Linked DNA regions of Mus musculus: regions 1, 2, 4, 5 and 6 are each linked to region 3. Evidence: chromatin contacts called from public HiCAR-type, HiChIP or PLAC-seq and promoter capture Hi-C data. All regions are on one chromosome and are shown on one strand. The core of a region is the stretch at or near the end of the contact, and the rest is flanking DNA. Distances in the headings are between cores, read along the strand shown.

Region 1 (3,442 bases), core at 611-3,110, 1.3 Mb before region 3:
ACACTGAGCGACCAACCAGGCATCATACACCAGCTGATATGAGGCCCCTGACACATATACAGTAGAGGACTGCCTGGTCTGGCCTCAGTGAGAGAAGATGCACCTAACCCTCAAGAGACTTGAGGCCCCAGGGAGAGGGGAGGTCTACTGGGGTGGGATGGCAGGGGTGGGGACATCCTCTTGGAGGCAGGGTGGGGGGTGAGGTATGGGATGAGGAACAGTCAGAAAGCATACTGGGAGAGAGATAACGACTGGACTGTAAAAATGATTAAATAATAATGATAATGATAGTAATGAAAATGAAAAGTTGCCTACAGTTCTTTGTCTAGTGTTGGTGCTACACGAGATCTCCTTCCACGTTAGCATGTCTACTGATGTTGTCCTTGTTAAGGTCCTTGACATTTCTATGAGATACAATCTTACAGCAGGATTCCTGTTCTTATGACCCTTAACTTTTTTTTTTAAATTTAAGTCTGTTTGTGCATGCATGTGCGAGAGAGAGAAAGAGAGAGAGAGAGAAAGAGAGAGAGAGAGAGAGAGAGAGAGAGAGAGAGAGAGAGAGAGAGTTCATGTAAACCTAGGAGTGTATGCAGAGCCCAGAAGAGGTGTCTGGTGATCTTTTATCATTGTTCACTTAGTCTGTTGAGACAATCTTTCCCTGTAGGCTGTAGGCCACAAGTCCCGTGGACTCTGTTGTTTCTGCTCCCTGGAGAATACAAATAAAGCACCTGGGTGCTGGGACCCAAACTCCAGTCATTGTGATTCTAGAGCAAGTGCTCATAACTTCTGAGCCATCTCTTCAGCCCAATTCTCTGCTTTCCTGATGCTATTGCCACAGACACTGTTCTGTTGAGGTTTGGTCTTTTGTTGTCTATTGCAGTGCTAAGTGAGGGCCTTCAGAACCTGGTTGTCCCAGAGAAGAGAGAGTTCACAGTTTGACCTTGTCCCCAAATTATTTTTGATTGGTAAATAAAGATGCCAACAGCCTATAGCAGGGCAGAAGAGACATTGGTGGGGTTTAGGTTTGGGGGGCTTGGGATCAGAGGAGACCATGAGGAGAAGTAGGTGAATGGAGGAGAGCGAAGCCACCAGGGGTTAAAAGGAGGAAGGAGAAGTGGCCACAGGTTAGGAGTCAAGAGAACCCTGAGGGCTGCTCAATTGGAGTTAAGAGCAGCCCAGATGAAACATAATAAGTAATAATTTAGGATTATCTATAGGAAAGCAGATTCCAATAGCACAGCGGCGGGTAAGCAGCTGCCCAGCTTTTATACTGTTTACAGCTTATTGTAAATATAAAGGTTGTGTGTGTGTTTTTTTATCCATGAACTAAATGGTCAAAGGTGGGGTAGAATCCCTGGAACAGGATTAAATAATTTCTACAAACACTGCTTAGCTGCCAATTCTGCTATTTTTTTCTTCGTGTTATCAGTCTAACCATCTTCCAATGATAAAGATCCAAACTAGAGAAGCCAAGACCCCAGGAAAAGAGATGTCCTTGATCCAACCATTGTAACATTGTGGGGTAGTGTATTGGGAGGCAATCTTCGAGCTGACTTGAAAAGTGAGCTGAACAGCCTACTTCTGATGCCGGGGGAGTGAGATGCAGGCTCTGGCAAAGTTTTCACCAATCACAGCACATGCCTTTTTTTCACCAATCACAGGCCCTCTGCTGGGCCACCAGGGCAAGTGTTCCTCATCTGGAGGTGGGAAGATAGTCACATGTTAATCAGGGTCATCTAGAGTTCATGGAGGTTTTCTTGCTTATGATGCTGCAGAGCCAGCTGTCGTGTTTGGAACGTGTTCCTGGTGCTCTGCAGCTGCTAGAATATCCTCAGTATGACTATAAAATGAGCAGAACAGCTGGGCTGCAGGAGGTCAGGCCAGGTGGTTCCCAGCAGAGGCACTACCCAGCTGACAGTTCCCTATTCTAGGCTGCCCAGCATTAGATAAACACCAATCAAATGGCCCCACTTCTGACTTTAGTCACTCACAGAAGAATTAAGAGCACGTTCATAATAAAGACTCAACACCGAAGCAAGAATTCTAAAAGCACTTGACAATACTTGAGAGTATTTAACAGAACTGAGCATTGTCTAACTCCTGCCTTGTGCCCACAGAGAAAAGGCCCCTCTGATCTAGTCTATCTAGAAGTAATGCCTTCTGTTGCTTAGAGCACTTAACTTCCGCTTGCATAGCTCAGAATTCTGCTTTTTAATTTCTTTGATGATGTTGTTGTTTTTTTTTTTTTCACACAAACCTTATGTTAAGCCATCAAAGCAGGATGGATGTACAACTCCAAGGTGACTAGATAACACTGATGAGCACCAAAGATTCTTGTCCAAGAATTCATCTTAAGTGAAAACTGAAGCAGAAATTGAAATCCAGTCTCTTCATCGCTAGCCTTGGGCACTTTCTGTCATATTAGGAGAGCTTTTTTGTGGGGGGAGGCGATTCAAATGCTTCTAGGAAACATTTCCTTCATTTAGATACTGAACGTATGCTCACAGGCTTGAACCTGATGTGGCTACACATGAGATCAAGTGTTAGTTATCAATTCCATTTCTCTCTCTCTCTCCCCCCTCTCCGTCGTCTCTCTCTCTCTCTCTCTCTCTCTCTCTCTCTCTCACACACACACACACACACACACACACACACACATAGACACATACACGTGTGATTTTGAATAATTCAGCCTAATTTACTATATTCTGCACACACCATCCTGGCTTTCAACAATATCTGCTCCTTGATGTCGTAGTGTGATTTCTCATCCGGGGCATTGGGGAAATTAACCAAGCTTGCCTTTGGCATTGACCATTGATAGTGTGCACTGTCTGGGAATCACATTTACACTCATTCCCTTCAGGTCTAAGCTGCCTGTTCCTTCCCACTCCTCTCAGTCTAAGGTAGAGAGATGAATCAATGCAAAACTCAAATGATCTTTATCAAAAAGCTTTCAGTGTTTGTTGTCCCTCTTTACACTTCCCTGACCTCCCATCCCCTATCCTTCCTGTTCCATTATTTCTTTCTCTGCCTAACTATCTCTGTATTCTACGTCCCATCATTTGAAAGAGTCCCTCCCCTCCCATAACCGCTTACTAACTCCCTAATTTCTATGGGTATTCCAAATAAAACACACATCAAAGCTGATATCCACAAAGGAAAGAAAACATCTATTTTGGTCTTTCTGAGTCTGAGTTACCTCATTTAGGATGACTCTTTGTGGTTCTGTATGCTTAGCTTTGGATTTTATAATTCCATTTTTGTAATAAATAAATAATATTCCATCGTGTAAAGCACCACATTTTTATTACCCATTTGTTAGTTGATGGACATCTAGGCTGTCTCCTCTTCCTGGATAGTGTGAGGAGAGCAGCAATGGATGTAGATAGATAAGCAGTATCTCTATAGTAAGATAATCCTTTGGGTATATGCCCAAGGT
Region 2 (3,911 bases), core at 1,117-3,616, 1.2 Mb before region 3:
CGTTCTTTTCTTCCTTCCTGCCTTCCTTCTTGTACTCTAGAGATTTGCTTTTAATCCTGGCAGGAAAATGAATAGATTTTAGGTTATATTTATGATAACTTGTTATACTTTCTGAAGTAACTGTTGGGTGAACTATACTCTCTCCACTGCACATCATATTCAGTTCATGACATCTACAAACACAAAAAGCAGCTCAGGTCTTTCCCTCTGTTCCAGAAGTTCAAATGCATGATCTGTGAATCACTGGTTTCTGAGCAAGCAGTCAAAGCCTTGTCCACTGGTTTGTTAAAATGAGGTTTTAGGACCAACACCAGGGTCTCAGTATGAACATTAGAGACCTGCTGATTCCCAACAGACACAATAACATTTGGGCAATTCAACTGTCTTTTAAAACACAGCACTTTAGGCATCACAGGCTATATGTTATGGTCAATCTTGATTGTTCATTTGCTTGGATTTGAAATCACCTAGGAGGCTCATCTTCAGACATGTCTATGAGGGGTGTTTACAGAGAGGATTAACTGAGGAGGGGAGAGTCATCTGGAAGTGGGTAACATTGTCCAATGGCCTGGGGACAGAACTAAATAAAAGGAGAGGAGAAGAGATGATCTGAGTGCCAGCATTCATCTTTCTCTGCTTCCTGACTATGGGTCCAGGGTGAGCATCCACTTCATGCTCTTGCCTCATACTGTCCTGGTGATGGGTAATGCCCTCCAAATGTGATCCAGAACGAACCCTTTCTTCCTTAGGCTACTTTTGTCAACTATGTCGTCACAACAGTGAAATAAATGTAAATTGCTAATGCCTTCACTTACAACAACAACAATAAAAACAACAACAACAAAAACTACCAAAAGCTTAAAGATTTAAAAACCACGGGCAGATTGTTACATAAAAATCATATTACCATTGATTTGTCTCACATCACAGTTTATGAAGACAAATGAAGAAATGAAGAGGCAGAATATCATAGGGTAAATCAGGTTTACTGGAAGAGAGAAAAGGCTTTCATTCTTTCCAGGGTTACATTATGCCATTCCCAGTGACTTGTATTTCTCCAGCATATTTTTATTTTCACTGTGCTCAGAAACACAAAAGGCCAGCCGGTTTACCAGCAAATGATAATCTTGCTTGTCTTTTAGGTGCCACACTGCGTTAAGGTTTCAGCATGTGTAAACCTTTTTCAATTTCAACTCATAATCTTGATGTCAAATCTGTATGAGGGTCATCATTATACTCAGTATTCACCTGAGGACTCTGTTGGGCACTGTGAATCAGAGCAGTTGTGGTTATCTGTGCAAGATCAAACCACTCAAATTTCTAGCATAGATGTGAAGGTCTTCTATGTCTCCACCTATAGGAGATTTCTGTTGTCAGTGATGGGTGCTTGGGGTGGAAGAGAGAGTCTCTAACATTTTGGGGACTTGGCTATGGGTAGGTTGTCCATGCAGTAGATGGCTTGAAGATATGGGCAGCAGTAATCGAACTCAGGGCATCATTGATTACATAAGAGGATATGAAGCTAAGAAGGAGACTGAGTAAGAGGCACTAGGAAAAGTTTGAGAAAGGTAGTGACAGCTGGATATGATAAAAATATACTATATAAACATGAGAAATGAAAAATAAATAAAAATATCATTTAAAAATGAACTAGATTACCCAAATAGCATAGTCTGCACATCAAAGGCCAGGACCACTGTATGGGAAGCTCTCTTCAATGCACACTCTCCTTCCAGGATGCTGTAAAAAGATAGAAGTCTGTCAGTACCACACTGCCCATTCAGGTGAACATCAGAACCACCCTTGTTCCTCCCAAATAAAGTGTAGTCACCTAGGGACTACTCGAAGCTACTCATTTTGTAAGTGGTACTGATACCCATGAATCTAAATGATCATTAAGTGTCCCAAGTGCCTCTGATGTCTGACCAGTTCTGATGTGTTATATCTTCCTAAGGCAATGCTTTCATCTCCAGTTGACAAAGTAAAGTGTTCTTTATTTGGGCAACTTACTGAGATCATACTTTAAAACAAACAAATAAATAAACTCAAAAACAAAAGAAATGACTGGTGTATTAGTGTGCTAATGATTACCCAGCATACATAAAGCCCTGGGTCCCATCTCCAGGACCTTAAGAAATGAAGATCCTATGTAAACCAGTTCAGCTCTGCCATGTTTCTGACCCATTTATGGCACTGGGTGTTTGGGGGGAGAAATGGACTCAGTTATGCTCTCCTGTCTCACAATTGAGGCATGAGGTCTGTGAGGAACAAATAATTTGGAACTGCAGATTTACCATCTGCTTCTTGAGGCCTCAGGCTGTGCCTGGTCATGGCCAATTCTCTCTCCATGGTCCACCATCTGGACCTCAGGGCACTGTGCTTACTTGCCAGCTGCTCTGTGGGTTCCTAAAAAGGGTCATCATGGCAGAGTCCCATCATCTGCTTCTTCTCTGATAATTCACATGAAATAAATACCCTGAGTGTTAGGAAGTATCCTCGTTGCTGTGTTTCTAGCAACTACCCTGGTCTCAGACATTTTATGGTCTATTTTCTCCACTGACCACTCATCTGATTTTAACACAGCTTCTCATTCTATACCGAGCTCCTGGTTGATGTTCTAGCTTTCTCTTTGTGCTTCTCCATGGTGCTCAGACACACTTTTCCTGCTCTAAGGATGGGGAGCCTCAGCTCGATGTCCCTTCCTGCAGCTCCTTCACATTGCTGGAATCCTGCAGACCGCTCTACTTTCAACCTACATTTGCTGGTGGTAGCAGTGAGCTGTTGGTCATGAGATTTATGGAGCAGTTGGTTAGAAGCCCTTAAATCAATCTGGCTGTTTAAAACTGGAGGCTGCCTTTGGCAGTGACATTCTTAAGCATCTTGCTTGGCTGGTATTTTTAATTAACACAGCTAAATGCCTTGTGATATTAGTCCAGGCCAGCCGGACAGAATTAACAGAGAAAAGTGGGGACATTGACAAGGCTGAAGACCAGTATGGAAGAGTCTGGTCTTAATCTCATTGCCAGGTTAAACGGAGTTGCCCTAAATCCTTTACCGAGATCAGACTCGGAAACAGAAAGTTTTTAACTATCAACAGTATGATGCTCTAGGAAATGTGTAGAAATGAGGATTTTGGAAGCCAAAGATTAATCATTATATAGTGCAAACACATGTCAATCAAATATACTAATATCATCTAGCTTGATGGCCAATAACAGAATTTTAAATGACAAAGCATCACTGATGTGTGAAATCCTTTCTACAACCCTCGTTGGAGGTAAATACTATTGCTGTTTTTGGAGGGGGAAACTGATACTCAGGACTTGAAGTGATCTTTTGGGGACTAAAGATAGATTAAGATACTGTGAGCACAGACTGCACTGAAGCTGTCAAGATTTTACTCAGCTCATGTCATGCATTCATGTTAAGAAACTAGTCATAACCAGTAAACCAAGTGAGTAGTTAGGAAGTACTTCCTCAGTAAGGAAAAGAGGACAACTCTCAATCTGGTATATGTGACCTGTCCTACTGAGACAATGTGTCAGGGACATTCCATCTGCTGCAGTTGAGCAGCAGAGAACACCTCTCTTTGTGTTTCTTCTAGATGTAGACAAGCTCCAGGGTTTGCCCCAATGGGCTTTAGGGGGTATTTGATTTTAAGTAATAAAACCGAGGGGAGAGGGATGAGGCAAGAAATAAGAGGTTGTTGAAGGGCAGGGGAGACAAGGGAAAAGAAGGAAAGTGAAAGGAGAGGAGGAAAACGGAGAGGAGAGGAGAGGAGAGGAGAGGAGAGGAGAGGAGAGGAGAGGAGAGGAGAGAGGAGAGAAGAAGAGAAAAGAGAAGATGGTAGGAGAGGAGAAGTGACAGGAGAGGAGAATACTCTACATTCAGAATGGAGGACTCCTTGTCCC
Region 3 (3,926 bases), core at 1,086-3,585:
TTCCACTTTATTCCTCCAGAGCCATCAAGGCACAACTCACACAACTCACTGCCTGGGCAAAGCCTTACAGGTAGGTGATCATCCTCTCTACCATGTAACCAGAACTTCACTCCCATGACCCCAATTTCTCACAGCCCACCTCTCCCCCACATCACACAGTGTAACAAGAATGCTTTCTGGTTTCTACCAAGATTCTCAGCAAAGCTCTAAGTTCTCCAGTCAGCTCTGTCTCTCTCTCTGTGTCTCTGTCTCTCTCTCTGTGTCTCTGTCTCTCTCTGTGTGTGTCTCTGTCTCTGTCTCTCTCTCCCGTGCTCGCTCTCTCTCTCTCTCTCTCTGTCTGTCTGTCTCTGTCTGTCTCTCTCTCTCTCTCCTGTGCGCTCTCTCTCTCTGTGTGTGTGTGTGTGTGTGTGTGTGTGTGTGTGTGTGTGTCTCTGTCTGTCTGTCTCTCTCTCCCGTGCGCTCTCTCTCTCTCTCTCTCTCTCTCTCTCTCTCTCTCTCTCTGTGTGTGTGTGTGTGTGTGTGTGTGTGTGTGTGTGGCACCTAATAAGCCACCCACTGTTCAAGATGTAAAAGGGAGCTAGGATTGTAGGGAGGGGGGAAGACCTCACGTCAGAAACTGAAGTATAGTGGAAACTCAGCCTGAAGCTCATGAGCAGTTTTTGGCAACTCTTCAAAAGAGTAATGAAAACAAAGGATGTAAGCACTTGGGTCCTAATCTGGAATGATATGGAATGGTCATCAGGCTGCTCCTTCGCCATCTGTCTTCTCCCTATCTTCCCTTTCCCTGTAGGATGTCCCCAGCAACACTCTCCTCCTCCCCACCGGTAGCCCAGCACTAGTAGGCCATGTCCTCATCTTCCTGGAACTAGTTCTAATTGCAAGGAGCAACTGTAGTAAGCGCCACTTAGCCTTGGGTCTATTGGCTGCGAAGGGAGTTCCGGAAAGACACTCAGGTTCTTTTGTCCCTAGAGAAAGGTTTCCCCGTCTCACTGGGATTAGGCAAAGGAAAACCTTAGTCCACTTCGGTCCTGGGAAGTAAGGGAGGGGAGGCTAGAAGCTCACAGACCCCTAACTGCCTGCCAAAGTGGGGAGTCTGGGGCATAAGGGATGGGAACTTTTTAAGTCGACTAAAGAAGGGGTGTGTTCCTCAGTCCTCTAAACGTAAACCAGCTGTCTGGCTTGGGAAGGAGACTGAACCTCTAGAGTGGGGAATGAAGGTACTGGAGGGCCGCCGACATGGGGACAGGGAATGCCTATGCGTCCATTCTAGGGATCCGAAGTCTGTGGGCAATGAATCTGATGTCTGGCTACCAAGAACTATCTCTTCCCCTGTCTGCCTTGTTGATCTGCTTCCTACCCTTCCTAACCCCGCCCCTGCCTCCTGACAACTACTGCAAGCTTGGTGAAGTAGGCTACATTCTTGAACCCCAGGGACCCGGAGTCAGGGAACCCCGTGGAAGAGGAAAGAGTGGAGTGCGCCTCAGGGTCATCACAACCGCACCTCCAGCAGGCAGATTCTATAGGGACTTGGTCATCAGGCCAGTTTCCTTGGCCCCGGGTCCCACCCCACAATCTTGGATGACAGCAGGAGGAACACGGTTTAGAGGTTGAGAAAATCTTCTGTCGTCTCCACTGGTCCAATTTACCTCCTAATAATTGTTCGCTTAGTTGTTTGGGCAGGGAGCTGACAGGAGACCACTCCTGGAGTTCCCTCTGGGAGCCATGTGGGAACCACGGAAGAGCTCGCGGGTCCCCCCTTTCCTCGCAGCCCTCTCCCGTGCGCCGTCTGGCTCCCCCGGCTCTGGCCGCGCCTGCCTGCCGCACGCGCTCCCTCTGCGGGTGGAACTCCCGCGGCTCGGGGACACCCTTGGCCACCGCACCCTGCAAGTTCAAGGATGTAGGATCTCTGGCCACGCTGCAGCGGGTTCTGACTCCTTAGAACCGGGAAGCTGCTTGCTAGCCACACAAGGCTGCGACCACCCGGCCGCACCCCGCATACTGAATGCCCGCTGCTGCGTCCCCGGGGAAGAGAACACTCGCCCGGGCATCTTTTCTAGCGCTTTTACCCCGAGCTGTGCTGGGCAATCAGAACCCAAGCACTCTGCTGCCCTTCTCTAGCCCGTCAGAGATAGGTTCCGAGTCTCTCCTAGACAGAGTAATCCCGGGTTACAGCAGTCGGGAGCAGCACTATCATCACCACCACCTTCCCCCAAATCCCGCTTAATGCCCAGCCTTGCTTACCTGTCCTGGCGGTGCACACACAGAACCACAAAACTAAAATCACATCCATCGGCATCGCTCCGGAGGCCCCCCGCCAAGCAGGGCGCACCAACGCCAGCAAGAAACCAATGCTTCAGAAAGCCGCGGCTCTGTGGGCTCGAAGCGGCCAAACTTACTAGCGGGCGGCAGGGGAGGTGGCTCGGCGGCGCCCGGGAAAGCAACCCCGACTGCCCCGCCCCCAGCCCACCCTCCACCGCGGGTGGCGGTGGCACGGGGCTGGGGCCCTAAACCCTGCTGCAGCTGCGCTCCCCCTGAGCTAGGGCGGGAGCGCGGGGCTCCGCCACTCCCGCAGGTTGCCCTGGGAGTCTGTGCGGATTCCGCTCGCCTCCTGGACTCCGGAGATGCAAGGATCCCGGCTACCCGCGCCTCACGGCTTCACGCCCCCGCCTCTGCCACTGCGCCGCGCTGCGGGCTGCCCAAGTTGCAACAGTTCATCCAGGCCGGGTCCGAAGCCGCCCAGCCTGCGTGCGTGGGTTTTGTTCCCTAGGGGAACCAGACCTAGGCGGTGTCGAGAAGTGCTCCCAGCACCTCCTTGGGAAATAACTACTACCGATTCGCTCCAGCAAGTGGGTGGGGAGGAGCAGGTGGGGGCGGAGGAGGGGGCAGGGGACGGATGATGCCTGAGTCCCCAACCGCCACCTGTACTTGCTGTCTAGTCCCAGCCAAAGGCTCTTGTGACTGGATACTAGCTTTTAAGAGTGCTGGTTGAGGGTGTTGAGGTGGGAGTCCCTGAGCTTAGAGCAATCTATGGCTCGAATTTAAGAAGTGTTTGCTAGCTTCGTTCTACAGGCCAAATGCTGCCACATAGGGGAAGTTCTAAACCTTCTAAACCTTTTTTTTTTTTTTTTTTTTTTTTTTTTGGCTGTTGTGTGACTTTCTGGATGGTTTTCTCCAAAACCCGCTGTTTAGGTCTCGGTCTCTCTCTCTCTCTCTCTCTCTCTCTCTCTCTCTCTCTCTCTCTCTCTCTCTCTCCTTTCTTTGGAAACCCCTACTGGAACACCATTCTGTAGAGAGAAAAGCTGGGCTTTGCTGGCGACCAGTGGACAAGCAGAGGAGTCTCTCCTGTCTAGTGTACCCTCTGCTACTGGGGCCGCCCCGCTAGGGTCCCTGTACTGTGTGCTTCAGTCTATCTAGAGATGATGCAGTCACAGAACCTGAAAGGTCAGTACCTCCAGCTTACATGTTCATGCCATGTGACTCGAAGCCTCCCGCACCCCAGCTTGTCCTGTGGCTCCATCTATGGCTCCAGCTTCCCCCAACATCCAATACTACTCTGAGATACTTAAACTCATAACAACCTCCCAGATCCCAGAGGGGGGGGGGGGGAAAGAGTTCAACAAAAGAGCTCTGCTTTCTTTCCAGGGTTTCTCTCTGGCATTTGCCCATCCTCTGTGCTCCCAGGGCCTTTACTTCACATACCTTTGACCCCAGGAGTCCAGTGGGGGGTCACCAATTTAGTTGCACAGTTTATGAAGAGGAAAGGTCTTAACCTACATGGTCCTCTGACCTTGATCCTATTTTTCAGGACATTCTGTATACACCCCCTTGCCCATTTGCTCCCCGTTCGTACCTTCCCCGGCAGGTGAAGAAAGAAATCATGAAAGATAAATCAGCCTGAGAAGTACCCACTGCAATGCAGCTGAACT
Region 4 (3,718 bases), core at 462-2,961, 1.5 Mb before region 3:
ATTGTAATTTTATACCTAGAAAAACAAAAGTTGTTCAGGGATCTCTGGTGCCAACTACCTGCTTTCTGGAGTGTCATGCTTTCAGGTCCAGAGATGGGGATAGGATGCAGACACCAGTCTTCCCATCAATATAAATTTCTCCCACTGACATCCACATCAGAGGAATAGCAGTGATTACATGAGCAAGCATACATCACAATGGCATTTGCCATGAAAAGCAATTAGTTTCAGGAATGTTCTGCGATTCCTGGGGAGACAGAAGCTACACATGTCCTCATGACAAAGGGTTAGTAACTAAATAGCTTCTAGTAAGTAGGCCCACCTTGAGGCTAAATTTAATTGAGATGCAAATGCCTAAAAACTGCAATATTTCATCTCCATGTGGATGCAATGAAATATTCTTTATTACCCAGAAAATATCACATCATATGCATTTTTGTTTTATATTTTTCCTTCAAAGAAGAAATAGAAGCCACTGGTGGGATCAAAAACTGGGCAACACTTAGAACACAGTGAGGTCACTTTCCAAAGTATTCAATGCAGAGTGACTATGTGTTCCACAGACCTTCTGTGACAGAAAAGTGAAAACCAATGCTTAAACAATAACTTTCAAATGAATGCTTATTGCTGTGTAGTTTGTATTAGTATAAGTCAGGAAATCTGTTATATGTTCAGCGTTTGGCAAATGGATGCGTGCGGCTTCCTCCACAAGGGAATACTATATGTCAAATACAAGGAATGGTGCTGCACATGACTGAAGTTTAGAACATGCCAAGACAGAAGCCAGTTTTGTCTGAGAGCACGAACTTTTTGGCTCTACTTCCTTGAGTATCTGAGCTAAGGAAATCTACAGAGGCAAGCAGTACAAGTGCCTGTGCCTAGAAGTGGAGAATGGCTACATAGAGGATGATTAACTGACACGAGGAAGATGACATAAAATGACCCTGTTGAGATGGTCACAAAACTTTGTAAATACATAGAATCCAATCATTTTGCACTTAGCTGCTGACTTTCACGGGATGCAGATATGTCTCAATAAAAAGCTGTTTTTAAAAGGGAAGACATGATGCATATGCAGCATGATGGTGGCCCAATCCATGAAGCCCAACACTTGGGGGCAGAAGCTGACAGGAAGAACTCAGGGCCAGCCCCTAACTGGAGGATCGCCACCTGTGCAGGCTATCTTTGGAAAAAGCCACATTTCAGGAGCAGAATTCCTGAGCCAGGGACCCACACCAGGCCAATTACTCGGGGTCTGAGACAGATGTCCGGATCCTAGGAAGTCACAGGTTGTAGGTCCTTGGAGCACAGATGCATCAGGGGACATCGCGGGGCGCAGAATGTCTCCCATTACCTGCCTGGCAGGCATGGCGCAGCGCGGGGCTCACGACACTAAGAACGTTCCCGGGACAGAAACCTACAGCTGCCAACGTCCCCGCAGAAACCCCATGCGAAGAAGGTTCGCGCGCCCGCTCAGCGCCAGCCTTACCTTCCTGCTCCACCATCTCCAGCAGGTCGGGGTCACCTAGCTTTGCCAGCTCGTTGAAGGCATTGAAGGACCTCTGTGACAGGCGGCGGGATGACTTGGGGCGGAGGCTGAAGCGGATCGTCTGCCTCCTGGTTTTCAGCTCCGCCTCCGCAATCCAGCTGGAGCTCTCATTCTTTAAGCTGTCCGATTGCTGCGACTCCAGAGGCATCTGGAGCACCAGAGGCACTGGAGACACTGGGGACAGCCCAGGAGCCTGAGAAGAGGGAGGAGCTAGAGACGAGCGAAATTCCTGAGACCCGGGAGGCGCCATGACCTGGCGAGTTGCCTTGGACGGGTGAGGAGCCAAGGACGAGGCGCCCTGAGCCGAAGACTCCTGGCGGTTCCGCTGACTGGATTTCCTCTCCAGGTGGTACTTGGCCTGACTCTTGGAGCGGTCCAGCAGATTGGCAGTTAAGCTCTTGCGCTTCACTGCCCTTGAGTGATAGTGCTGCTCTGTCCCCTCCGTGTAGGGCTCTAAGTGGTGCTCCTGGTCCTGGCTAAGCTGGCTTGAATCCTTTCCTTGATCCTGCTGCCAGCCCAGGTGCTCCTCCAGGTTGTGTTGGCGAAGTTTCCGTTTCTTCTTGGGCCTTTCTGGCCCTCTGCCCTTCTCACTGATCTCTCCGGACAGCCCAGATTCCTCCCCAGTTTCAGACTCCACAACTTGCAGTATTGTCTCCGTTTCTCTTCTCTCCCTCGGGTTTTCCACCTGTTCCTCCTCAGAAACTTCCACAATCTCCACATACCTAGAGACTCTAGGTCTCACCACCCTTCTTGCCCCTTCTGGGACACTTAACTGGTGCACATCCGGGGAGACTTCAGGCCCCTCTACCCTCCTTGGGGCCTCCTCAGGGGGCCTCACCACAGCTACATCTTCGGGGGGTTCCTGGGCGTCCCCAGGCTCCCTTCCTTCTTGACTCCACAGCTCCATACTTAACAGGCTTAGAGCTTCCCGTTTCAACCGGTCCACCCACTCAAGGCAGGTACTCACAGTATACCATCTCCAACCCTTTCCCTCACATCCTCTCTGGTAGGCAGCCTCAGCCTACTAATAAGTCTGGTTGCCCAGGATTGTCTCGCCCTCCACTCAAAGTGAAGCTATCTAAGACAAAACCCTTTTCCCAGTTGGGGGTTATTTTCTGTCGGGTAAAAATAAAATCCACTTCCCTTAAGGCATCTCTCTCCCTTTAAGGCCTGAGCGTGACGTGGGTCTTCTCCAGGGTTTCAGAAGACTCTTGGCTTGTCTTGAGGTTCTTTAATGGACACTTCCTGGATGGAGAGTCAGGGGCATGTCTACCGTGGAGAGGTCAGACACCGTGGCCAAAATTACGAGTCAGTCTCCGTTTCTTCAAAGTTGAAAGGTATGGGCTAGTTACATATGAACTCATGATGCATGCGATAGTGGAAATGGAAATATTCTATAATTGTGAATGAGTAAGAAAACATCTTTTACACTCGATGAGAATAGTACCTTCTAGGGTTTGCGGGGAGCACTCCATGAGTGTGCTGGGAAGAATGCTAGAAATAGCCCACATCACCTTGAGCCTCACTCTGCCTCTTAACTTAAACAAAGAAGAGGAATCCCCAGCAAACAGATTGCTCTGAATTGGGCCGGGCAACCCCACAGTAACTAGGAAATAAGAATTACTGAAGGGGTAATTGTTGGGTGATAGACTGAAGATGGGGTGCTTGGACACCTGAGCCGAGCACTTAGGGAGTACAGGGGTCGTGACTCTGTTAAGGCATTTTGAAAATTAAGGAACAGATGACAAAAGAAAACTTGGCGCGTCTTGGTGGCATGGGTGCTGTGTGTGTCTCTGCTTCTCGAGGACTTTCTGAAACCAAGAATCACCTCTTAGAGATTCTAGCAGCCTGGGTCACTGCTTTTCTACTCTGTCAGGATTTTTTTTTTCCCTACTGAATTTCTTGCAACACCATGTGACCAAGTGATTCAAGACTGCAGAACAATTCTCTTGATGTATTTTGAAATTGTATTTGAAGAGTGGATGTTCATAAGGTGAGCAATGGATGTGCTTGCCTGTGATCAAAATTGTGACAGCACAGTTTAGTTCTTCTTCACTAACATCCTTTACAAGCTTCAGTTATCTCTTTCTGACAACACCCTTCCAGAAACACCCAGAGGTGGTTCTAAATACAGTCAAGTTGTCACTCAGGATTAACTTTTACACCATG
Region 5 (3,530 bases), core at 269-2,768, 1.6 Mb before region 3:
AAGATACAGACTCCTAAAACATAGCAAACAAATTAAAAAAAATACATATACAATGTTTTAGATCCAACAGAGAAACATCAATGATCAATTATTGATATATTTTGATCCTGTTTCATTCAATACAGAATTTCCCATGGGAGAGTTCTTCACTATGTTTTTGCAGCTAAGGTCTAGATTCCTTTTCTTTCATTTGTCTTTGAAGTTTATTTTTAAAAAGGGTTTTGGCTTTTGTTATTCACTTGTTTGGATCAAAGGGATTTTATTTGTGAAATCTATAAGAAAACAAAGACAGGCTTTATGAGCAGGTGCTGAACGAACATTTTGGAATTGCAAAGGAGGATTAAGAACTGAATTGGAGCACATGAGAATCCCCAGGTAATGAAACAAAATCACACACACACACACACACACACACACACACACACACACACACACACGACAGGTTCGTTTAGTGTCACATTCCTGCATTCATAAGCAGGTTTCCAGTGGAACCTAGCTTCAGCAATGAGCAACAAAAAGACTTTCCCACCATGTTACAATCTTTCTAAGTAATCAAGCTTTTCAGAAATGGCTTTGCAGATTCTGTCCAGATGAGTCCCAGGTAAGCATGGGGTTGCAGTCTCTTACCTGTAGATCTGTCCGAGGGATTTTCCAGCAAAATTCTTTATCCCCTCTTTCCCCGGGGCCAAAATCCTTTGTTTTACCGACTCCATTCTTGTAAAGACTGGTGTCCAGCCTTACCAGATTTAAATTGTTGTGGCTATGAAAGACGGATTCTGCGCATAGTCTTAGTTGGTTAAGGTAGAGCTTTTTCTTCTCAGCAGAGGTGAGCTTTCCAGCAAGGCTGTGAGTTGGAGAGGGGAGGGAGGGCGAGAAAGAGAGTACAACAGAATAGCTGCATGCAGCCCACGGGTTTCCTAATAGGAGAATTGGTACACACAGTCACAAAGTCTCATTGGAAGGGGAGGATCCGGTGGCCGAGGGCGCGCGCAGTGCCGTGGTATTTGGGCGGGTGCTGATGAGTCCCTGTTCTGGAAGTCACCTCACCGAAAAACAACGTAAATTCCCGGTTTTGAAGTCTTATCGCAATCAAATCCGCTGTCTTTTAATCAGATTGACCAGAAACGTCATCGAACCCTTGTGTAAGGAAAAAAGCAAAAGAACCCTACTGTCTAAAATGGTGACTTTGCTGATCAGAGCTCATAGCTCTCAGAACCCTTGGGAGCTTCCTAGGCCTCAGGTGAGCGGCTGCTGTTAGCTTCCTGCCTTAACATGGTCTCCTCCCATCGCGCCGGCGTAATTGTGCTCTGCGGCAGAGTGGCAGAGTGGAATTAAGACTGAGAATGTTAGCTGATCTTTGCGAACGTGAGTGAATAACAGACACACAGCTGTGGTTTAGGCAGCGCCGGGGGAGACCTTCCATAAAACCTGACCGCTCCCGTCAGTGCGCGCGGCGCAGTTTAGCATTTCAGGACCACGGACAGAGGAAGCTAAGGAACCTTGGCTGCTGCTTTTGGCTAACCCGCTCGCCAACTTCCTAGGGGAGCTGGGCGGATCGCCCTGACCAAGGGCCTTTCTAGGGCTCTTCAGGAACGGATGCTATGGAAACCAAGTAGGGAGATGTCATCGTCTGCAGAGTTCTCAGGAGGAAAGCTGCATTTGGCTCTGCAAGGGAGGAGGGCTTTATTAAACACTGACAAGTTACTCTGCTTGGCCACCCGTTGCCCAGCATGTACATACTAGCTCTGACAGCATGGTGAAGAAGCAACACTGCAGAAGCTTCTACTTTAGGTGTGTGGTATCCAGGTGAACACCTGGTTCCCCTCCGATATAAAGCTTATGTTTATGAGATGCATAATAATATTGCTTGTGTATTTGATTCAACCCCTAAGACGAACAAGAAAGGATGCAGAGAGAGAAATGGAAGGAGACAAAAAAAAAAAAAAAAAAAAAAGAGGTGGGACAGAGAAGGAGGAGAGACAGAGAGATAATGACAGCTGTAACATTAGTGCACTTTCCGAATAAAGGACAGGCAGTCTGAAATGAATTCTTTGGAATTCTAAGTTTCTTTAATTAACTAATGCACAACACAATACTGAATTATTTCTAATTACAGGTAAAATTTGTACCTATAACTAAGCTTGTTAGCGAAGAGTAACTGATAATGTTTTAAAAATTTATTTCAATATATTTACACTCTATTTAAATTTTATTTTTCCCTCCTTATGACACCTTTTCTTAAGAGGGAGGCTATTTTTGCCATTGTTGCTTGTTGGGTTTTGAGAGATGGTCCTACAAGGTTTTCCATCTTAGTTGTGTATAATACCATTGAACCTATATCATTAAGCAAAACAATTAAATTGTGCTGAATTAATGTGAGTTATTTCGCATGGACCACAACCCTCTTAAGATGCAGTCCAGGCAAGTGCTTACGAAACAGACTGTCCTTGAGCTACATCCCCAAGGTTAAACCTTGGATGCTAGCTAAATCAACCAGGGGAGTGCGTTTTACATAGGGACTATTGGATTACATCCCAGAGGTACGGTGCAGAGTCAAATAAGAATGTTCTCTGACGATTTCAAATGATATGTGGAAAAAAATTTCCTAAAATAGAGAGATGAAAAAAAATCACAAATAGCTAAAACCCTTTGCAATTGTTAAATCCAAATCCAAAGCCTATAAAATTGTATTTCATTAAGAAGTATGGTTGAGCAAGAATACCACGATTACATTCCTGTTATTTTGGGACATATGCATTATGTGAATGTTATATATTATATTACGTATATACTTTAAAAACCAGGAAGCCATCTTCAAAAATATCCCTGGAATGCCACAAAATTGAATGCACTTCCATAGGAGATAGAGTATAAAAGAAAAAAATATAGGGTACAAAGGAAAAAAAAAACTCATCAAATTGTTTCATTGCAAAATTTCCAGCTCCTTAGGACTTGTTTTACAAGAGCATTTGTTTATTGGTTATTTTATTTATTTATATTTCAAATGTTATCCCCCTTCCTAGTTTCCTCTCCACAACCCCCCCTATGCCCTTGCCCCTCCCCCTACCTCTATGAGGGTGCTTCCCCCCAATCCTGCTTCAGAGCCCTAGCATTCCCCTACCCTGGGTCATCCAACCTCCATAGGACCAAGGGGCTCCCCTTTCAGTGATGCCTGATAAGGCAATCCTCTGCTATATATCCAGCTGAAGCCATGGATCCCCCCAATATGTACTTTTTGGTTGATGGTTTAGCCACGGGGAGCTTTGGGGGGGGGTGATAAAAGGGCATTTTTTAAAATGCAGGTTTCCTTAGCTATTCAAGTCACTGAAATGAATTCACTTAGGAATATCAATGATTTTGGAAGTTTAGGTAAAACTGGAAGTTACATTCAATATCTGAGTCTGAGATGATGATGATGCAAAAATGATTCTCTTAAGCATTTCTTCTTAAGCTCCATCCCAGTTGACTAGAACTTAAAACCACTTAAAACCAAGATGGCTGAATCATTCATATATATGCCATGTAGTAGT
Region 6 (3,498 bases), core at 827-3,326, 1.9 Mb before region 3:
CCATCACAGCAGGGGCTGGGCAAGGCAGCAGAGGAAGGAAGCTAAGAGTTGGCATGCTCACCTGCAAACATGAAACAGAAAAGGATGAAACTGGAAGTAGTTGATGTTCTAAGCTCTCGAAGCCTAACCTAAGGCCACACCTTCTCAAACAGTGTTACCAACTAGGGTATTCAAACACCAAAGCCAATGGAGGACATCTTACTGAAAACACCACAGAGTACATATTGAAAGTCAGCAACAAAAACCTACCCCAGTATGTCACATATATGGCTTCCATCTTCTCTAGAGTCCTGAGGGAAGCTCTTGGTGAAAGTATCTTATGTTAGTTGTTTATGTTGCTCATTCCTGTGTTTGAATGAAATGCTATTTTAATAAAAGTTTGCTAACACTGGGCTTCCATTTTCTGTTCTTATTTACTACATATTGGGGATTTGCAGAGTGTGACCAGCAGGTGGAAGGTTGATCCTGGCATTCTCAGCATACAGTATTCACATATTACACTGACATTTTAACTTGTGTGATTCCTCTCACGTGATTTTCCACTATCCTCTGATGGTGCAAGTATTTGTGCAGCCTAAATCAAAGATCAGTCCATATAGCCTTTCAGTGCTCTCCTATCCATTTCCAATTGGTCTTTAAAATCACCATACCTGGCACTTTAAAATTACACAAAATCTGATTTGAATTACACTTACATGGGTTGGGAATCCTCCCAATGTCTGCCTCAAGTGCATAGGTTTCTTGAAATTAAAGTGTTTATCATCTTTCAGCCTCTACATAGATTGTTCCAAATTAAATGGAAAACTGGTTCGAAATCCAAAGTGCATTCTTCTGATGGGAAACTGTCGGAGGGATGCATAGCTACTTAATAAAAGATGGCTACTGTGAAACAAATAATTACTCACTGTGGTACTGAGATTTAACATAATATTGGTTTTGAAAAGGTGAGCACTGGTGAAGTTTCTCTGAACTGTCCCAGCCACTTGGAAATGAAGCTGTTTTGGACTTCTTTCTCACCCTGGATTAGATCTGGTTTTCACTCTGGTGGCTTAAGACTTATTAACGGTTCCCATGGCCTTGAAGCATTTCCAGGTGTATTCTTTGGGCATTCAGTTGAAAGGAAGGTTTAATGGGGCTTTCCCTAACATCTAAGATCTAGTGACTCTTATTTTTGTCTACCGCATTATGAAGTTGAAGTCTCTCTAAGGAACATTAGTGTTTCCTGTGGGACAGGGAAGCTTTAACTACATTTATCTCAACTGCGCCAGTCCTGTCCTTCACTGGCTATCACATCACGTGACTTAGTATTTAGTAAGTGGATGAACCAGTGACCTCTGTAATTCCTAATAGCTACCACCTGAAACTTTAAAACCCATCACACAGACTAAAATAAAATCACAAGGCCAAACACTATAGTCTGGGCTAATGGCTAAAAACTAAACAAAACTGGCTTAACTATATGTTCTGATAAGAATGCCCAGAACTATTCAGAGTCTAGCATAAATGTGTAGATTAATTTTGAGCTTAAACTTTCATTTATTGCATGGCTAGTAAGCCTCAGGATAGTGCTGCCAGTCACTAGGTTAGTCGAGGCAGGACTGCAAACTGAAAGGCTGCTTGCACAATTCAGTGATAGGTTTCCTCAGAATCAGTAAACAATATAAATAAGGAAAAAGGAAAAAAGCCCGGGAACTCACAGCACAGCGTGTGAGGGTCCTGGTTCCACAAGTACCAGGGAAACGGGCCATTTAAGAGCTTTGAGTTCGCAAGCAGATCACATCCGCACTGCTAATAATGATGAACATGGGTCCCCTTTCGGGGAAGCGCCTAAATGTCTACCACTGGCATTTTTAAAACAAAAGAGCACATAAAATCCTAGCGCTCAAACTCGCACTCACGCGTCCTCTCCCAGACCCAGAGTAAAAGCTTGGGACTTTGCCCTAGTTCATTTTCAGCGCCAATGTGCCCCGGAAACCATGGTGCGAGACTGACACGGCCGTCGTCCAATGGCACAGCACGCTGAGGCGGGCGCTCACGCTCATGTCCAATCGGCTCGCGCCTCGGGATGTCAGGGCGGAAGCGGCCGCCATGGAGCCGCTTGTGCAGCAAACCGAGCGATTCTCCGAGCTGTTGGCCGTGTCGTGTGGGTCGCTGGTGAGCACGTGGGACGCCGAAAAGGTGCGCAGGGCGCTGCAGTGGGCGCGTTATCTGCTCCACGTGTACCGACGCTTCGCGGGCCGCGGCCGCGTGCGGGAGGCGCTCGAGAGGCGGCTCCCCGCGCGGGGAGGGCCGCTCGGGCTGCGCAGCTTCGCGGCGCTGGAGTCCGGGGACGCGCGGCTCGCCCTCCGCCTGCTGCGGAACCGCGCGCTCGCGCCCGCCGCCGCCCGCGCGCTGCCGAGCTTGCTGTTCCCGGGCCCCGCCGCGGACCACCGAGACGACGTGCCGCAGTCGCGCCTGGTCCTCCTGGCGCGCCGCGGAAGCGCGCTGCGCCTGCTGTGCCGCCTCGGCGGGGACGCGCCCAGGAGCGCGCTGCTGCGCACGCACGCGGAGCTGCTGGACGCGCGCCTGCACGAGCTGGGCGGGGCCGACTCCGCGGCCGCGCGCAAACTCCTGGACACGTTGTGGACGCGCGGGCCGCGGGAGCACGTGCTCGACGTGACTGCCGAAGCGCTGCTGCTACGCGAGGAAGACCCGGAGCCAGCCCAGGCCACGGACCCTGCGGGTGCGGATGAGACACAGAAACTACTGCGCTGGCTTCTCGAAAGTCCCGAGGTATTGGCCGCTTTTTGCCGCCATCTGCCAGCCAAGCGCCTGGCCTCCGTGGCGGGCTGCCACCACGCACTGTCTCGCGCCTACCTGGACCTGCTCACAACGTGGGCCACGCGGCTGCACTATGATCTGCAAAAGGGTGCCTGGGTCCCTACACAGATGGAGGACATGCCCTGGGAAGAGCTGTGCCTAAGGCTGCAGAGCTTGTGCCATGCCCAGCCATTTCTGCAGGAAGAGGTGCTGGTGACCCTAAGGTCCCGCAAAGCCTTGGATGGAGATTTCGAGGTTCCTGGGATGAGCATCTGGACAGACCTCCTGGTGGTGCTTGAGTGTGGGATCGTGCTAGAGTAGATTCTCAGTTCCCAGGCTGGGCATCTGGACAGACCCTGTCCCATAGAGGGAATAACAAGCATACTTCTCACCAAAGCCTCTATGCACAGCATCCTGCTACTTCTTGACTATGCAGTTTACAAATTGTCAGTGTTCTCCCCAATTCCCTATATACATGCTCCCAAAACCTAATTATTCAGGGGCCAATTTTAAATGGTTCATAATATAAATATATATAATATGCACAATATCTATAAATTTATATATTATATAATATGTATTATATAGAGATTGTTTTTGTTCTGGTAATGGACCCAGGACCCTGCCTATGTTAGTGTTCACCACTGAGCTACATCATTAATCGTGAAAGAATTCTTAAAGCCATCGAATTTTCAGCTT

Evidence for each region. Promoter capture Hi-C pulls out the DNA fragments that hold promoters and counts their contacts. HiCAR-type assays count read pairs that join an accessible place to other places. HiChIP or PLAC-seq counts read pairs in DNA pulled down with a chosen protein or histone mark.
Region 1: a contact with region 3 is called in a promoter capture Hi-C map of second pharyngeal arch cranial neural crest, with 8 times the contacts expected there. The contact joins the enhancer-like site here to the promoter of Nell1 in region 3. A contact is called at or near these places in 5 of 39 promoter capture datasets (the 3T3-L1 cell line, the HPC-7 cell line, cranial neural crest and 2 more), 1 of 484 Hi-C or Micro-C datasets (embryonic fibroblasts), 2 of 115 datasets of contacts at active chromatin or transcription factors (embryonic forebrain and embryonic stem cells) and 1 of 9 other capture datasets (embryonic stem cells).
Region 2: a contact with region 3 is called in an H3K27ac HiChIP or PLAC-seq map of VIP interneurons, with 21 times the contacts expected there. The contact joins the enhancer-like site here to the promoter of Nell1 in region 3. A contact is called at or near these places in 8 of 39 promoter capture datasets (the 3T3-L1 cell line, cranial neural crest, embryonic stem cells and 4 more), 1 of 484 Hi-C or Micro-C datasets (cortical neurons), 3 of 115 datasets of contacts at active chromatin or transcription factors (SST interneurons, VIP interneurons and stem cell-derived neural progenitor cells) and 1 of 9 other capture datasets (embryonic stem cells).
Region 4: a contact with region 3 is called in a promoter capture Hi-C map of liver, with 6 times the contacts expected there. The contact joins the promoter of Ano5 here to the promoter of Nell1 in region 3. A contact is called at or near these places in 7 of 39 promoter capture datasets (cranial neural crest, embryonic stem cells, hippocampal neurons and 4 more), 2 of 115 datasets of contacts at active chromatin or transcription factors (embryonic forebrain and stem cell-derived neural progenitor cells) and 1 of 9 other capture datasets (embryonic stem cells).
Region 5: a promoter capture Hi-C map of embryonic stem cells shows a contact between it and region 3, with 5 times the contacts expected there. The contact joins the promoter of Slc17a6 here to the promoter of Nell1 in region 3. A contact is called at or near these places in 11 of 39 promoter capture datasets (the 3T3-L1 cell line, the C10 cell line, cranial neural crest and 6 more), 2 of 484 Hi-C or Micro-C datasets (both in embryonic stem cells), 4 of 115 datasets of contacts at active chromatin or transcription factors (astrocytes, embryonic forebrain, embryonic stem cells and 1 more) and 1 of 9 other capture datasets (adipose tissue).
Region 6: a HiCAR-type map of astrocytes shows a contact between it and region 3, with 6 times the contacts expected there. The contact joins the promoter of Fancf here to the promoter of Nell1 in region 3. A contact is called at or near these places in 2 of 39 promoter capture datasets (cranial neural crest and second pharyngeal arch cranial neural crest) and 1 of 115 datasets of contacts at active chromatin or transcription factors (astrocytes).

What each region holds. Positions count from the first base shown.
Region 1 is chr7:51,298,774-51,302,215 of GRCm38.p6, reverse strand. No RefSeq gene overlaps it. Among named protein-coding and RNA genes, the nearest start is that of Gm33015, 140 kb to the left of the region's middle. Within about 2 kb of position 1,860, at least 16 of the 459 cell types and tissues checked have an H3K27ac peak or open chromatin away from gene starts, as enhancers often do. A contact at or near this core is called in second pharyngeal arch cranial neural crest, where this site is marked.
Region 2 is chr7:51,220,431-51,224,341 of GRCm38.p6, reverse strand. No RefSeq gene overlaps it. Among named protein-coding and RNA genes, the nearest start is that of Gm33015, 220 kb to the left of the region's middle. Within about 2 kb of position 2,366, at least 4 of the 459 cell types and tissues checked have an H3K27ac peak or open chromatin away from gene starts, as enhancers often do. A contact at or near this core is called in VIP interneurons, where this site is marked.
Region 3 is chr7:49,973,759-49,977,684 of GRCm38.p6, reverse strand. Nell1 (NEL-like 1) reads right to left here and starts at 2,335. Exons shown (of 20, transcript NM_001037906.2): 1 at 2,242-2,335. The coding sequence starts at 2,296.
Region 4 is chr7:51,509,022-51,512,739 of GRCm38.p6, reverse strand. It overlaps Ano5 (anoctamin 5), which reads right to left and starts at 1,711. Exons shown (of 22, transcript NM_177694.6): 1 at 1,490-1,711. The coding sequence starts at 1,505. It overlaps Gm33190 (a long non-coding RNA gene), which reads left to right and starts at 1,754. Exons shown (of 5, transcript XR_001778128.2): 1 at 1,754-1,823; 2 at 2,718-2,886.
Region 5 is chr7:51,619,818-51,623,347 of GRCm38.p6, reverse strand. It overlaps Slc17a6 (solute carrier family 17 (sodium-dependent inorganic phosphate cotransporter), member 6), which reads right to left and starts at 1,518. Exons shown (of 12, transcript NM_080853.3): 1 at 628-1,518. The coding sequence starts at 713. Gm33136 (a long non-coding RNA gene) reads left to right here. Exons shown (of 4, transcript XR_003946771.1): 1 at 1-601; 2 at 1,114-1,240.
Region 6 is chr7:51,860,845-51,864,342 of GRCm38.p6, reverse strand. Fancf (Fanconi anemia, complementation group F) reads left to right here and starts at 2,076. Exons shown (of 1, transcript NM_001115087.1): 1 at 2,076-3,498. The coding sequence starts at 2,089. The coding sequence ends at 3,120. It also overlaps a transcript of Gas2 not described here.